Regions from separate parts of the Zea mays genome. Here region 1 is linked to region 2. The links are chromatin contacts, called in public Hi-C maps. All regions are on one chromosome and are shown on one strand. Each heading gives the region's core, a stretch centred on a gene start, on an enhancer-like site or on the middle of the called end of the contact. The rest is flanking DNA. Distances are from core to core; before and after follow the strand shown.

Region 1 (7,414 bases), core at 3,996-6,495, 280 kb before region 2:
AAATACTCTGAATCTCCGTAACTGTAGTGGGTATGCTCCACACCACTATCTCCTTGACTTTAGCAGGATCCATTGATATCCCTCCATTAGAAATGATATATCCAAGGAATGACACCTCGTCAATCCAGAACTCGCATTTACTGTACTTGGCATAGAGTTGATTATCTCGTAGCTTCTGTAGCACCAATCTCAGATGTTCCTCATGATCACTATCACTCTTGGAATAAATAAAAATATCGTCGATGAAAACCACGACGAATCTGTCCAAATCACGAATACCTTATTCTTCCGATCCATAAAATAGGCTGGTGCATTAGTTAGTCCAAATGACATAACAATGAACTCATATAAACTATATCGGGTCGAGAAATCCGTCTTGGAATTATCTGATGGCCTAATCTTCATTTGATGGTAACCCGATCGGAGATAAATCTTCGAGAATACCCTTGCACCTCTCATCTGAATAAATCCCTCAATGCGGGGTAATGGACACTTGTTCTTCACAGTGACATCGTTATGGGACCTATAATCCACGCACATCCCTTGCGATCCTTCTTTCTTCTGTACAATTAGAACCAGCGCTCCATAAGGTGAAGAATTCAGACGAATGTACCTAGCCTCTTGTAATTCCATTAATTGCTTCTTAAGTTTCTTTAGTTCTTCTACGGACATCCTGTATGGCCGTTTAGAATTAGGAGCAGTCCCAGGTAAGAGATCAATGACAAACTCAACTTCCCTATTTGGTGGCATCCCTGGTAACTCCTCTGGAAAGACATCCGGAAAATCCCTAACCACACGGATGTTGTCACCAACAAACTTCCCATCTACTAAGAATGTCGCTAATCTGATGGTGGTAGTTACTACAATTTCAACTTCAAATCTTTCTTCTTTGGAACTGGTGAGTTCTATGGTTCCCTTAGTATAGTGTATATACTGCATTTGCCTTTCTTAACCATGACATACCAAGGATCACGTCTATAGTGCTCTCTTCTAACACTATAGGGGTAGCCCATCTGGGTTAGAAACACAGGGTACGAAAGAAAGGATTGTAGACAAGGCATGTAATATTACGAAGCATGTTACTTTGGGGAATTTATTAGCTAAGTGTGTCACCTACTAAAGCTAATACATTACCTTATGGTGGTACATGCTAAGATGCCCGTCTATACTATTTCAATCAATCAAAGAAGCAAATCAGGCATTGATCATCAGAACAATCAACCAACATTTTTAAATATAGAAAATAGTTATAATTTTGTCTTAGGCCTCCTATCTCTTAAAAAGATCATAAGGGTAGGATTCCAAGGTGTGAAATCCATCATGTCTTGGAGTAGAAAAGATAAGAGTAATCAGAGTAGAACAGTAGAAGGTGAGACAGGATCAAGATAAGTATAGAGAGAATCAGAGTAAGGTAAGTATAGAATGAATCAGAGTAAGATAAGTAGGTAAGGGTTTTGTCCATTTCTATCTAGGTTTTGTCCTACAGTCAACATTTCTTCTGATACCGCTTCTATCACACCCGACTTTAAGGAACAAAGCCAGGTGCATCTCATACATGCGCTAAGAAGACAACATATATAATAACAGAGTGTATAGAGATAAATGTCACAATAACATCAGAATGTTTATTACATAGCGGAAGTCTTATTACAAAATGAAAGATAAATATAAAACGAACTAAGGATCATCCTTGGCGAAAGAGTCAATTGGGGAAACGCCACCTATATCAGATCAAACTCCTCGCTTTGTGGCTCCTCCTGAACCACCTATTCTTCTCCTGTGGGGGGTGTGAGACAGCAAGGGTGAGCTCACACATGATCATAGCTCAACAAGTTGTGGGGAACCAGTGGCATGAACTCACCAAAGGTGGGAGTTCATGTGATGTGTAAGGCTAATCAACAACAGGGGTTAAAGCTGAGCATTGCTTTTAATTAGTTGGTCAAAATTTTATTAGAAATTACTAGATGTAAGTAAATATCAAACCTTAATAAAGTAATAGAACAAAATTAATAATAATCTCATGCAAATGCAAATGACAAATTGAGTTTAGGTTCCATATTTATTCATGCGAGAGTCCTGAGCTGCTCATCACCGTGAGCTCGGCTAATATACCAGTTTTACACTCTGCAGAGGTTGTACCCTATACCCACAAGTCGTGTATTCCATGTCGCCAGGGTTAGCTAGACCCTTAGACACTACCGAGGTGAATGGCTAGGGATCCACTACGAGGCCTTTACAAAGTTCCACTAGCTTCCGAAAACCCGCTACAGTTTATGGGAAGAGCACTTGCAAGAATCCCCCGTCTGACCGCCATCGCAGCAAAATCAACCCGAGAACCTCCTTGCATGCAACTCCCCTACTGTCCTTGCCCCTTTCAGGTAAGGTAGTCTTCCACTAGCTTTCCTAGTTAGTTGGCCAAGAGCGTCCCATTAAACCCTTGTGGTGGCACGTGTTTCTCAAGTTAAGCTCCATGTTCCAATTAACATTAATGATCTTGACATGAACATAAATAGAATAACAAAATAATTGGAACATGTACATAATGAAATATAATCCCAAAACCATGTAAAGCAATAGCAAAACTACCCATGTGATTCAGGTGTAACAAGGTAAAGTGATAAACAGTCTAGGGTGACCTATTGGGTCCCATCAAGATTAAGCCTATGCATGGTACATGATTATAAAGAACATTATTGGGTAACAAAAGTGGTCAAGGGCACAACTTGCCTTCAATGAGCTCCTGCTCAGCTACTTCTATCTGCTGGTCACCAGGATCCTCAGTCACGGGCTCTTCTACTCGCCACAATACAAACAAACATAATATATAAAGAAAATTAACATCACACCAAACATGTAAACAAAATACAGAATAATAATCTACACATTAAAATAAAATCCTAGGAACAGAATTCATAATTTTTGGAGTTATAGAACTTGAGATATGAATTCCTAAAGGTTTTATGTGCTTAAAATAGGTTTAAGTGAGAGATTATTTTTCTTACTGTTTTCATGTCAAAACAGAGACTCTAAGTGGTAGATAATAATATTACAAAACTTTTAGAAACTGGAATGGGTTATTTTGAAGTTCATATGAATTTTCTATGAATTATACAAGTTCTTGAATTATTTTTATATCTGAAAATTCATTTCTTAAATAAATCCATGATTATATCTCTGTTTGGGCTGCGTGCGCAAAAATAGGAAAATCCAGGGGCTTCTGCGCAAGGAATACTAGACTCAGGCTACGATCATAGTGGACTGCGGGTTGATCTTTATAAAGTCCAGGGGCTATTATGCATAAAGGCTCGGCGAAGGGGTACGGATGGATTCTGGCCGCCAGATTAGATTCCAACCGCCCTGATTAGTTCGGCCGCGAGGTGAACCAGTCATCCACCATGGCCGTCTGATCCGAAGGGTACGGCGCTGATTGATCCGAACTCCATCGCGAACCGATACACAGTGCGGACCATCGGATTCTATATCGACGCACATGATTTAAAACATGGACATGAAATCGTGGTGCGGACGATCACCATCCGACGACCCTACTACGGTCTCAAACCGTTTCCCCCAATCCTCTAATCGTGGCCACCCGATTTGAGATCTACGGTGCGGGCCTATCTTCCTGCCCAACTCTAATCCTAGCCGCAAGAAAAGATCCAACGACGCAGATCCCGTCCCCTACCCCGTGAGAGGAGCACGGCGGCGCAGCCCACCGCACGGCGGCAAGACTGCCGGAGTTGTGAATCCGGCCTCCCTGCCCGCCATTTTCTAATTAATTCGTTCCTCGCCTAATTGATGATGTTATGAACTCGTTTGCCCCCACTAATTTCTGCCCTCAACAAGCGCAGGGCACCGCCCACGGTGCGCCGCGTCGACGCATGGCCGGCGACAATTTGCGACCCGTGGCTTGAGTGACCACGAGACCGACCCAGCGAAACATGATCAAGAGATGGAGGGGAGCGCTAAGGAATCAATCTTACCGGCGGATGACGCGTAGAGACCCGAGCTCCGGTACGCGACGCGTCCGCAGAGGATTCCCCGCGACGGTGGACAGCCCAAGGCACAACAGTGAATGGCTCGAAGATTTGGTGGCGATAAGAGCGCAACGAGAGCGGCGAGGTCGTGGGCCCGATACTTGTAGGCGAGGTCGGGTACTTGCAGCTAAACAACTCCGAAGCTAGCGGCTGGATACGCGACATGCGCGGAGGTGGGCGTTGCGCGGGGAAGACGGCAGCGCGCGGTCGCTGAGAGGCTGCTCGGTGGGCCCCACGGAGAAGCCACACGAGTGAGAGAGCGTCTGCCCAAGGGCCCCGCATGTTAGAGTAACGGCGCGCGTGGAGAATAAGTTGGGCCGCGCGAGTGAGTGGGCCGGTCGAGGTAAAGTGAGCCCGAGCGCAACCCTTTTTCCTTTTTATTTTCTTTTCTTTTTTTCTGATTTATATTTTCCCCTTCTCATTTGAATTCAAATTTCAAACACAAAGTCTGTTGATAAATTCTCCTCAGATTGAAAGTATAATTTAAGGGAAATTTGGATCCATACCATTAAAAGATCACCACTTTGGATCCATACCATTACTATCTCACTTACATGTGGGTCCACATGAGTCAATGACATGTGGGGTCCATGGTATATATCTAAAGTTTGGATCTTTTAATGGTATATATCCAATTGTTCCATAATTTAAACATACTAGTCTTACTTTTATTTATAATATTTATTTTGTTTATATTTTTTTGTGTACTTCTTTTCCTCCCTCTCCACATTTCTTTAGAGTTTTGTTTTCCAAATTTAGAGTTTAAATTCCATTTGTCTATTAATATATTAATATTTTGTTAATACCACATTTATTTTATTATCCATATATGCACAATCAAGTAAAAACTCGGCATGATGCATGACTTATTTAGGTGTCATAGGGTTATTTACTAACGTTTGAGGTATTTGTTCACATGCTATAATAAATGGAGGCAAACATATACATGTAAAACAACTATATTCTCTTTTACACTTTTTGGGTAAGTATTATACATCCGTACGTTTTGAAAAAACTGCGTAGAACGTCCGTTTTGGATGTTTAAGCGACGTGTAAACGTCGGAACCCACGTTCTCAACGTTTTACCCGTTCTACGGATGTTCTGTGCGTCTATGAGTTCTTGGGCCTTAATGGGCCTTTAACCAGCAAGCTTGCTCCGGCCGCCAAACTGCCCACACGCACAGCCCTAGCCGCCAAACTGCCCACACGCACAGCCGCGGAGCAGCCAGAGCCAGACGCTGCCGCCGTCGGCCGTCCTCCGCCCTCCAGGTACGCCGCCGCCCCCCTCCTCCCTCCTCCGGTCCTCCCTCCACCTACAGCCGCCAGTGCGCAGTGCTCCAGGGCACCAGGTCACACCGTCTCGTCCTCCCTCTGAGCCGCCGAGAAGCAGACCAGGGCACCAGGCGACTGGGCGAGAGGCGACCACCGAACAGGTCCAGCCGTCCAGGCACGTCGGCGACGTCATAGACTCGTTGTCCAGGCACGTCATAGACTCGTTGTCCAGCCGCCCTCTCTCCAAACGCCCAGCACATCCCTCTCCCAGCCTCCGGCGGTCCGGCCCTCCGCCGTCCCTCTCCCTCTGACCTCTCCAGGCTCCCAGCCTCCGCCGTGCAGGGGCTGCTGTCCACGGGCCACGACTCCTCGCTGCACGGCTGCACCAGCACGGGCGTGTGACAATCTCAGGGTATTCATATTTTTCATTTCACTTCGTTTCGCTCGTGGCAGCTCCTTGGACGCCCGCCTGTTTCTGTTCAGCGCAGGCAAGGGCACCAAGCCTCCGCCGTCCAGGCCTCCAGGGGCTGCTGTCCACAGGCGGACAGGCCGCACTCTCTGCTCCTCGCAGCACCAGCATTGGTTGTAATAGTCTATGCGTGCTAAGTGATCCTGATGTGAGCAAGTGATTATGAATATGTGTTCTAAACTTAATATTGTGTCATGTGTGCTAGTAGACTTATATGGCTTCTTATGTTAGCCAAGAGCCTACCCAAGACTTATGTGCTACATTAAACTATGTGTGCTCTGGATTTACATGGCTTTTATCTATGTTTAATTAAGACTTGGGTTTGCAATTTTTTATTTTTGTTAAGTTTTGAATATATGGTTTCATGGTGTGATTTTACCAAACAAAAATATCGGTTCCCGTCCGATTTCGTTTTCGATTCCCGTATTTATCCCGTTCGTTTTCGTTACCGATATATCCCGTTTTTGTTTTCGTCCCGCAAGTTAAATATGAAAATGGAAAATGAAAACGGTAGAGGTATTTTTCCGACTGTTCCCTACCGTTTTCATCCCTACTGATTGTCCTCATTAACTGGACCTGTTTATGTAGTGTTTCGTTTATCTTATTATGCAGTATTGTAGAGATAGACAGAGACTTCTTCCTTTGTGTTATTGTTCTCCGGACATATAAAGCAGTATAGGAGGATCATGTTATTCTGCTCATCTACAATCATATCTGACTACAAATTGTTGTCATGGTCCTGCTACACCTGTCATGTTTGCTATGAACTATCCATTTTCTAGTTTGGAGGACTAACCTGTTGCATTTTTTGACAGAAACTACCCATAACTCTCCTTACTGCTTTTAATATGTTTTATTTATTTATTTGTTAAAAAATTTGTGTGTGACAAAGCAGTATTCATATCCTCCCTATACTGATACATATATAGTTTATACATAGGTGCCAAATGCCTGTACTTTTTCATTCTATATGTGCTACTTTGATTATTTTGCATGTCTCGGTTTATAATGCTAACTGTTCTTTTGTAGCTTTTGTATCCTATTGTGTAATATTTTCATTTATATGCGTTTATGTTATTGTGATTATTTTGACAGTATTTTGTTGTTTTTGCAAACTAGTTCTTAAGGAAAGATGAGTTTGATATCCCAGAACGCGGTCCAGAAGCGCTGCCTCAGAAAAAGTGAAGCTGATAATGGCAATGATGAGGACATTGGCTCTCCGACCTCTATAGATGCAGAAGTTGGGAAGGAAGCAAAATTGAAGAATCACAATAAGGAAAGGAAGAAGAAAAAGACTAAGTTGTTGGAATCCCAGCAGAACAAAGAGGAAGAGGAGATGCGGCAGCTGGAGAGCTCATTGTTTGGTTCCCTTTATGCTCCACTAGAGTTTGGCACTGAGGTAGGGGCTGCAGTAGCTCCTGACCGGGATGCGCCTTTGTTTTTCACAGATAGGTCTGCTGGTGGTGGCATGGATTATTTTCCTACATATGAGGAGGATATGGCCCATGAAGATGAGGAAGACATGGTGGGTATCAAGAGGAGGAAGCCTGTATGGGTGGATGAGGAGGAAGAAATGACAGAGGTGGACATTGTGAAGGTTCCAAGGTTGAGGAAGCTGAGAAAAGAGGAAGATGAG
Region 2 (7,127 bases), core at 2,804-5,303:
CGAGTCGGTGATGTTGGGCAGCTCGGTGCGCTGCTTCGAGAATCGCCGGATGTAGTCCCGGAGCGACTCTCCCGGCTGTGCCGGCAGCTCGAAGGTCCCAGGAATTCCCGGGGCGCACGTATGTGCCCTGGAAACCGGCGAAGGCTTGGACCAAGTCGTCCCAGTTGGAGATCTGCCCCGGAGGCAGGTGCTCCAACCAGGCGCGAGCAGTGTCGGAGAGGAACAGGGGGAGGTTACGGATGATGAGGTTGTCGTCGTCCGTTCCACCCAGTTGGCAGGCCAGGCGGTAGTCCGCGAGCCACAGTTCCGGTCTCGTTTCCCCCGAGTACTTCGTGATAGTAGTCGGGGGTCGGAACCGGGTCGGGAACGGCGCCCGTCGGATGGCCCGACTGAAGGCCTGCGGACCGGGTGGTTCGGGCGAGGGACTCCGATCCTCCCCGCTGTCGTAGCGCCCCCCACGCCTGGGGTGGTAGCCTCGGCGCACCCTTTCGTCGAGGTGGGCCCGACGGTCGCGTCGGTGGTGCTCGTTGCCGAGGTGGCCCGGGGCCGCAGGCGTGGTGTTGCGCGTGCGCCCGGTGTAGACCGAGGCTTCCCGCATGAATCGGGAAGTCGCGGCATGAGGTTCCGAGGGGTATCCCTGCCTTCGGGAGGCAGTGCTCTCGGCCCGTCGGGCCGCAGCGCCTTCCAGGAGATTCTTGAGCTCTCCCTGGATTCGCCGACCCTCGGTAGTTGATGGCTCCGGCATCGCGCGGAGGAGCATCGCTGCGGCTGCCAGGTTCTGACCAACCCCGCTGGATGCGGGCGGCGGCCTAACCCTAACATCGTTGGCGACGCGGTGCTGGAGACCTTGGGGCAGGTGACGTATTTCCCCGGCCGGGGGTTGGCCCGCCCATACCTGCCCGACGTCCCGTCGGATCGGCTCGAGCGCTCCTGTTCCCTCGTCGAGCCTGGCCTGCGCCCCGCGGACTTGCTCGAGCTGTGGGTCGTGACCCCCCGCCGGAACGGGGACCACAGCTAGCTCCCGCGGGATGTCGGGCGAGGCACCGGCCTAGGAAGATCACCGTCCACCGGCATGCCGAGATGGTTGCCTTCGGAGGGATCCCCTAGCTCGATGTGGAAACATTCGCGGCTTGGGCCGCAGCCCTCGTCGTCAAGGCTGCGGCTACCGTCGGAACAGTCGGAGAGGCAGTAGTCGCACGCGGTCATGAAGTCCCGCATGGCACTGGGGTTGCCAAGTCCAGAGAAATCCCAACAGATGCTGGGATCGTCATCTTCCTCGGACCCAGAGGGCTCGTAGGTCGAGACGTCCGTCAACCGGTCCCAAGGCGACCGCATATGAAACCCTAGTGGGGTTGCACTCGCCTCAATGAGAGCGCCCGCCAAAGCAAGATTGCTAGGCGGGTTGAGGCCGAGTCGAAATGACGTAAGATGGGAGTTAGTCGGTACCTTTTGGTCGACGAGGAGCGACGTAGTCACATCGGGGACTGGTTGCGCCGTCATCTCAGGTTCAAGGGCGACGTCCTGCAGGCTTTCCGCGAGCGCGCTGGCGTCGTCTTCTCGCTCGGGATCGGCGTGTCGCGGGGGGACGGCGCTTGCCTTCGTCTCGAACGCGAGGTCGACGCCCGGCGTGCCTTCCGTCGGGGCGTCGGGGGCGTCGATTCGCTCGACGGCCGACGAAGCGCGGCCTCCCGCTTAGCCTTGGTTGCCCCGCCTCCTCCTCCGTTGGCGGGGGAGAGGACGGGGCGAGCTCGAATGTTGTTCTTCCACCACGCGGGGAAGATGTCGTCGATTCCGCCGCCGGCGGGCGGGTTGTCGGCCGCCATTGTCGTTGTCGCACGGCGGTGGAAGGAGTATCATGTCGTAGCTGCCGTCGAAGGACATGAACTCAAGACTCCCGAAACGGAGCACCGTCCCGGGCCGGAGAGGTTGCTGGAGACTGCCCATCTGGAGCTTGACGGGAAGCTGTTCGTCAACACGCAGCAGGCCCCTACCTGGCGCGCCAACTGTCGGCGTTTCGAGACCGGGGGGTCCCTAAGCCGACGAGTGAGTGTGCTGCGTGCTCCAGCCCAGATGGGTCGAGCGCGTGGGCGAGCGCGAAGGGGGAGAGGCGAGGTGGCCGGAGACGGGCGTGAGAGAGGTGGAAGTCCCGCGGCCTTCGTGTTCGTCCCGCGCCCAGGTCGGGTGCGCTTGCAGTAGGGGGGTTACAAGCGTCCACGCGGGTGAGGGAAGCGAGCGGCCCCAAGAGAGCGCCTGTCCCGTCCTCGGTCCCGCGCGGCCAACCTTCTCTGAGAAGGCCCTGGTCCTTCCTTTTATAGGCATAAGGAGAGGATCCAGGTGTACAATGGGGGTGTAGCAGAGTGCTACGTGTCTAGCGGAGGGAGAGCTAGCGCCCTAAGTACATGCCAATGTGGCAGCCGGAGAGATCTTGGCACCCTGCTGGTGTGATGTCGTGGCTGTCGGAGGAGCAACGGAGCTTGGCGGAAGGACAGCTGTCGGAGCGGTCGAGTCCTTGCTGACGTCCACCTGCTTCCGTAAGAGAGCTGAGAGCCGCCGTCGTCATAGAGCTTGGGAGGCGCCATCATTGCCTATCTGGCGGAGCTGGTCAGATGGGACACCGGTCTTGTTCTCTGCGGCCCGAGTCGGCTCGGGGTAGAGTGATGATGGCGCTCCCTGTTGACGTGGCGGGCCCGCGCCCGAGGCCGGGCGATGTGGGGGCTCCTCCGAAGCTGGGGTCGAATCTGTCTTCCGTTGCCGAGGCCGAGCCGGAGCCCCTGGGTCGGGCGAGGCGGAAGTCGTTCGGCAGAGGCTAGGGCGGAGTCCGAGCCCTGGGGTCGGGCGAGGCGGAGTTCGTCGTCTTCCGGGGCTGAGCCCGAGTCCGAGCCCTGGGGTCGGGCGGAGCGGAGTTCGTCGTCTTCCGGGTCTTAGCCCGAGTCCGAGCCCTGGGGTCGGGCGGAGCGGAGTTCGCCGTCTTCCGGGTCTTAGCCCGAGTCCGAGCCCTGGGGTCGGGCGGTGCGGAGTTCGCCGTCTTCCGGGTCTTAGCCCGAGTCCGAGCCCTGGGGTCGGGCGGTGCGGAGTTCGCCGTCTTCCGGGTCTTAGCCCGAGTCCGAGCCCTGGGGTCGGGCGGAGCGGAGTTCGCCGTCTTCCGGGTCTTAGCCCGAGTCCGAGCCCTGGGGTCGGGCGGAGCGGAGTTCGCCGTCTTCCGGGTCTTAGCCCGAGTCCGAGCCCTGGGGTCGGGCGGAGCGGAGTTCGCCGTCTTCCGGGTCTTAGCCCGAGTCCGAGCCCTGGGGTCGGGCGGAGCGGAGTTTCCTATGGCGCCTCTGGCGAGGCCTGACTGCCTGTCAGACTCACTCTGTCGAGTGGCACTGCAGTCGGAGTGGCGCAGGCGGCGCTGTCCTTCTCTCAGACCGGTCAGTGGAGCAGCGGAGTGACGACGGTCACTTCGGCTCTGCCGGGGGGCGCGCGTCAGGATAGAGGTGTCAGGCCACCTTTGCGTTAAATGCTCCTGCAACTCGGTCAGTCGGTGCGGCGATTCAGTCAGGGTTGCTTCTTAGCGAAGCCAAGGCCTCGGGCGAGCCGGAGATGTGTCCGCCGTTAAAAGGGGGGCCTCGGGCGAGACGGAAGTCCCTCGAGGTCGGCTGCCCTTGGACGAGGCTAGGCTTGGGTGAAGCGTGATCGAGTCGCTCGTATGGACTGATCCCTGACTTAATCGCACCCATCAGGCCTCTGCAGCTTTATGCTGATGGGGGTTACCAGCTGAGAATTAGGCGTCTTGAGGGTACCCCTAATTATGGTCCCCGACAAATATCTTTTAAATATACAAAACAAAACCACTTTTAAATCCACTTTAGGTCTTATTCGTTTGTATCGGATTGCAACCGGAATCGTTCCACTCAATCAAAGTTTATATAAATTAGAGAAATAATCCGGTTAGTATTCGTTTCGACCCACCAATCCGAACAAAACAACAAGGCCTAAAGTAGGCCTGTCGTATCTAACCAGACGTGGCCTCCGACAAAATACACACCCGACCCAACCCAGCCCACATCCGAGGAGCCACCGCAACCGCATGCAACTGCGCCGCCTCTCGCCTCTCCTAGCGAGCCCGCGCCGCCGCCTGCGATTGCGCTCCCCCACAAACCCTAGCTCTGCCACCATGTCCCCGGGCGCCGCTCACCTGGCCACTGCCGCCGACCCGGACGAGGACCTCTGCGCGAGCGCCGGGGCGTCAGAAGCGGAGGTCCCCGCGCCTGCCCCGCATCTTCCACCGCTGCCGGTGTCCGCGGAGGAGCGGTTGGAACGCGCTTGGGCGCACTGGAGGCGGCTGGGGTCCCCACGGCTGCTGGTGGCGCCGATGGTGGACAACTCGGAGCTCCCCTTCCGCATGCTGTGCCGCCGCTACGGCGCCGACGCGGCGTACACGCCCATGCTCCACTCTCGCATCTTCTCCGAGAATGAGAAGTACAGGTCCATGGAGTTCACCACGTGCAAGGTAATTGATGCATATGAGCTTCTGATCCGCTGCTGTAGCAACTGTTTTAAGTTAAAGTGGATGCTGCAGTTGTATGCTTTATGCTTAATTCGTCATTGAAGTACATACTGGTACTGGTAGAATAATAGTTCTGCTGTAGATGAAATATGGTAGTCAGTATTTGCAGTTTGATTTTTAGTGGTAGTTTGGTGTGCGCAGAATTTAATGAATCATTAGGCTCATGTTTGAACCGGAGAAATGAAGAATTGTTATGTTTGGTAATGATTGTTTGACCATTCAGGTCGTTTGAGAGTTTCATGATTACGGGCCGGCTACTCTTCTGTTATTTTACAGAGCTTTGTTTTGTTATGGGTTGTTGTATTTACCTTGCATGGAATGTAATGTCCATTGCACCTTATGCAGGAGGACCGACCACTTTTTGTTCAGTTTTGTGCCAATGATCCTGACATTTTGTTGCAAGCTGCGAAGAAGGTGGAACCATATTGCGACTACGTTGATATCAATTTTGGGTAATGTGCAATTCCTTATGCAGTTATGCTGCTTTACTGGTTTTTTATTCATATCTACTTATCTAGTGCTCGATTGTAGATTACTCCACCTTTGTAATGGCATAAATAGTTTACTAACATAAACGTCATATACTCTACAAAAATAATCTGCTCCTGGATAAAGTCGTTGAGTAACGTTGTTAGTGGTGCATCAGCCCTCAAGCCTTCAAGCGCGATACTAATGTGATGAAGAATAAGCCACCATGCTAGGTCATTCTCTGCACACTCCACTCGAAACCTGCTGCTTTTTAATTTTAGTGTTAGTTTATCTGCCGCTAACTGCTTTCTTAGCTTGCTTAGAGCACTAGTGCTGAATATTCCACAGGTACATCTCTAGTTAACATATACCATTTCCCCGTATATATATTGCTTGAAAAATATGGTTCCATATTCTTCTGAATCGCGTTAATATATTGCCTTGCAGTTGCCCGCAGCGTATTGCAAGACGGGGTAACTATGGAGCATTTCTCATGGACAACCTTCCCCTCGTAAAATCCCTCGTGCAGAATCTAGCAGCTAATCTTCATGTTCCAGTCTCAGTTAAGATCCGTGTATTTCCACGACTGGAAGACACATTAGCATATGCGAAGATGCTTGAGGAAGCTGGTGCTTCTCTTGTGGCTGTCCACGGCCGGACAAGAGACGAAAAGGATGGGAAGAAATTTCGAGCTGACTGGGATGCCATCAAGGCCGTGAAGGATGCACTTAGAGTACCCGTTCTTGCAAATGGAAACATTCGCCATATGGAGGATGTGAAGAACTGCCTTGAACATACTGGTGCTGATGGTGTGCTTTCAGCTGAAACTCTTCTAGAAAACCCAGCAGTTTTTGCTGGTTTCAGGACAAAGGAATGGAAAGAAGATGGTGACGAGAATGGAGACGGTGGCTTGGACCAGGCTGATCTTGTGATTGAATATCTGAAGCTGTGTGAGCAGTACCCTGTGCCGTGGAGAATGGTTAGATCCCATGTCCACAAGATGTTGGGCGACTGGTTTAGGGTGCATCCAGAGGTGAGGGAGGAACTTAATAAGCAGAACAAGCTCACCTTCGAATGGTTGCATGACATGGTAATGAGGCTGAAGGACCTCGGTGGAAGAGTGCCACTTTACAGAAAGGAGACTGCACTAGGACAAACATTAGCCTCTAGCAATGCCTGACAGGTTCTTATATCTGCAGCCTATCATTATTGGAGAGGAGCAATTGATGAAAACTGAAGCATTTTGTACCAATTTTGACCTGCTATAGTACAGACTGGAAGAGATTGTTGGACTACAATTAAACCTCGATTAGTAAAGCATATTTTGAGTTGAGCAGCTACAGTGCAACGGCTCACCTCATTGTTGTAACAGCTGATATGTAAAATCATTTTTACATCATTACATGGTCTCAGATAATTTGGATTTGCTATTGAACTTATCTTTGGACGCTTCACAAAGCTATATTACCAACATGTTCGCGCGCATGTTCAGCTGCGCATATATTTCACAGAACCTCTGGCCGTCTGGCGTGCAAGGTACACACAATATGGAATCTCGTAACTATCATCAGACACTCGGGTTGCTGTATGTATGTATATAATATAATCTAGAATTCTGATGCTTATGAACAAACTGTACATACTACTGCTGCAGCAATGACAAAATCATGTACAGTACTATCAATGCTGGTGGACGCAAGAAAAGAAAAGAACCCTACTGCTCGCCACTCTGAAATGGTGGCCATTACAACGGCTCTTCTTCGAGCTCCGGCCGCCAATCGGGCTTCTCTGCGTACATCACGCCTTCGTCGTCCTTCAGCCGCGCGTCCAAGTGGAGCGATCTCAGGAGCTTGTCCACCTCGCCGACGGCGCTGGCCTTGTCGCGCACGACGATGCTGACCCCTGGCCTGACGATCCTGTGCCTGTCCACCTCCACCACCATGGCAGAACCGCGCATCTGAAGAAGACGGCCATGTGCGTCATCAAGCTAGAAAGATGTGAAGAAAACAGACAGACTGGTGGTGCTGGCCACTGACCTCTTTGATCTCGGGTAGGCGCTGAAGGACTCGCACCAGTCATGGTAGATGCCCAGCAGCCCGCGCTCGAAGATGAC

What was found. Hi-C and Micro-C count contacts between places; a contact is called where the count stands out from the background.
Region 1: a Hi-C map of tassel shows a contact between it and region 2, with 2.9 times the contacts expected there. The contact joins the promoter of LOC100193563 here to the promoter of LOC100274382 in region 2. A contact is called at or near these places in 4 of 25 Hi-C or Micro-C datasets (bundle sheath, endosperm, leaf and 1 more).

The regions. Positions count from the first base shown.
Region 1 is chr5:62,388,305-62,395,718 of Zm-B73-REFERENCE-NAM-5.0, reverse strand. LOC100193563 (WD repeat-containing protein 50) reads left to right here and starts at 5,245. Exons shown (of 2, transcript NM_001138672.1): 1 at 5,245-5,306; 2 at 6,898-7,414. The coding sequence starts at 6,911.
Region 2 is chr5:62,111,455-62,118,581 of Zm-B73-REFERENCE-NAM-5.0, reverse strand. LOC100274382 (FMN-linked oxidoreductase superfamily protein) reads left to right here and starts at 4,053. Exons shown (of 3, transcript NM_001148742.2): 1 at 4,053-4,489; 2 at 4,892-4,998; 3 at 5,462-6,451. The coding sequence starts at 4,067. The coding sequence ends at 6,194.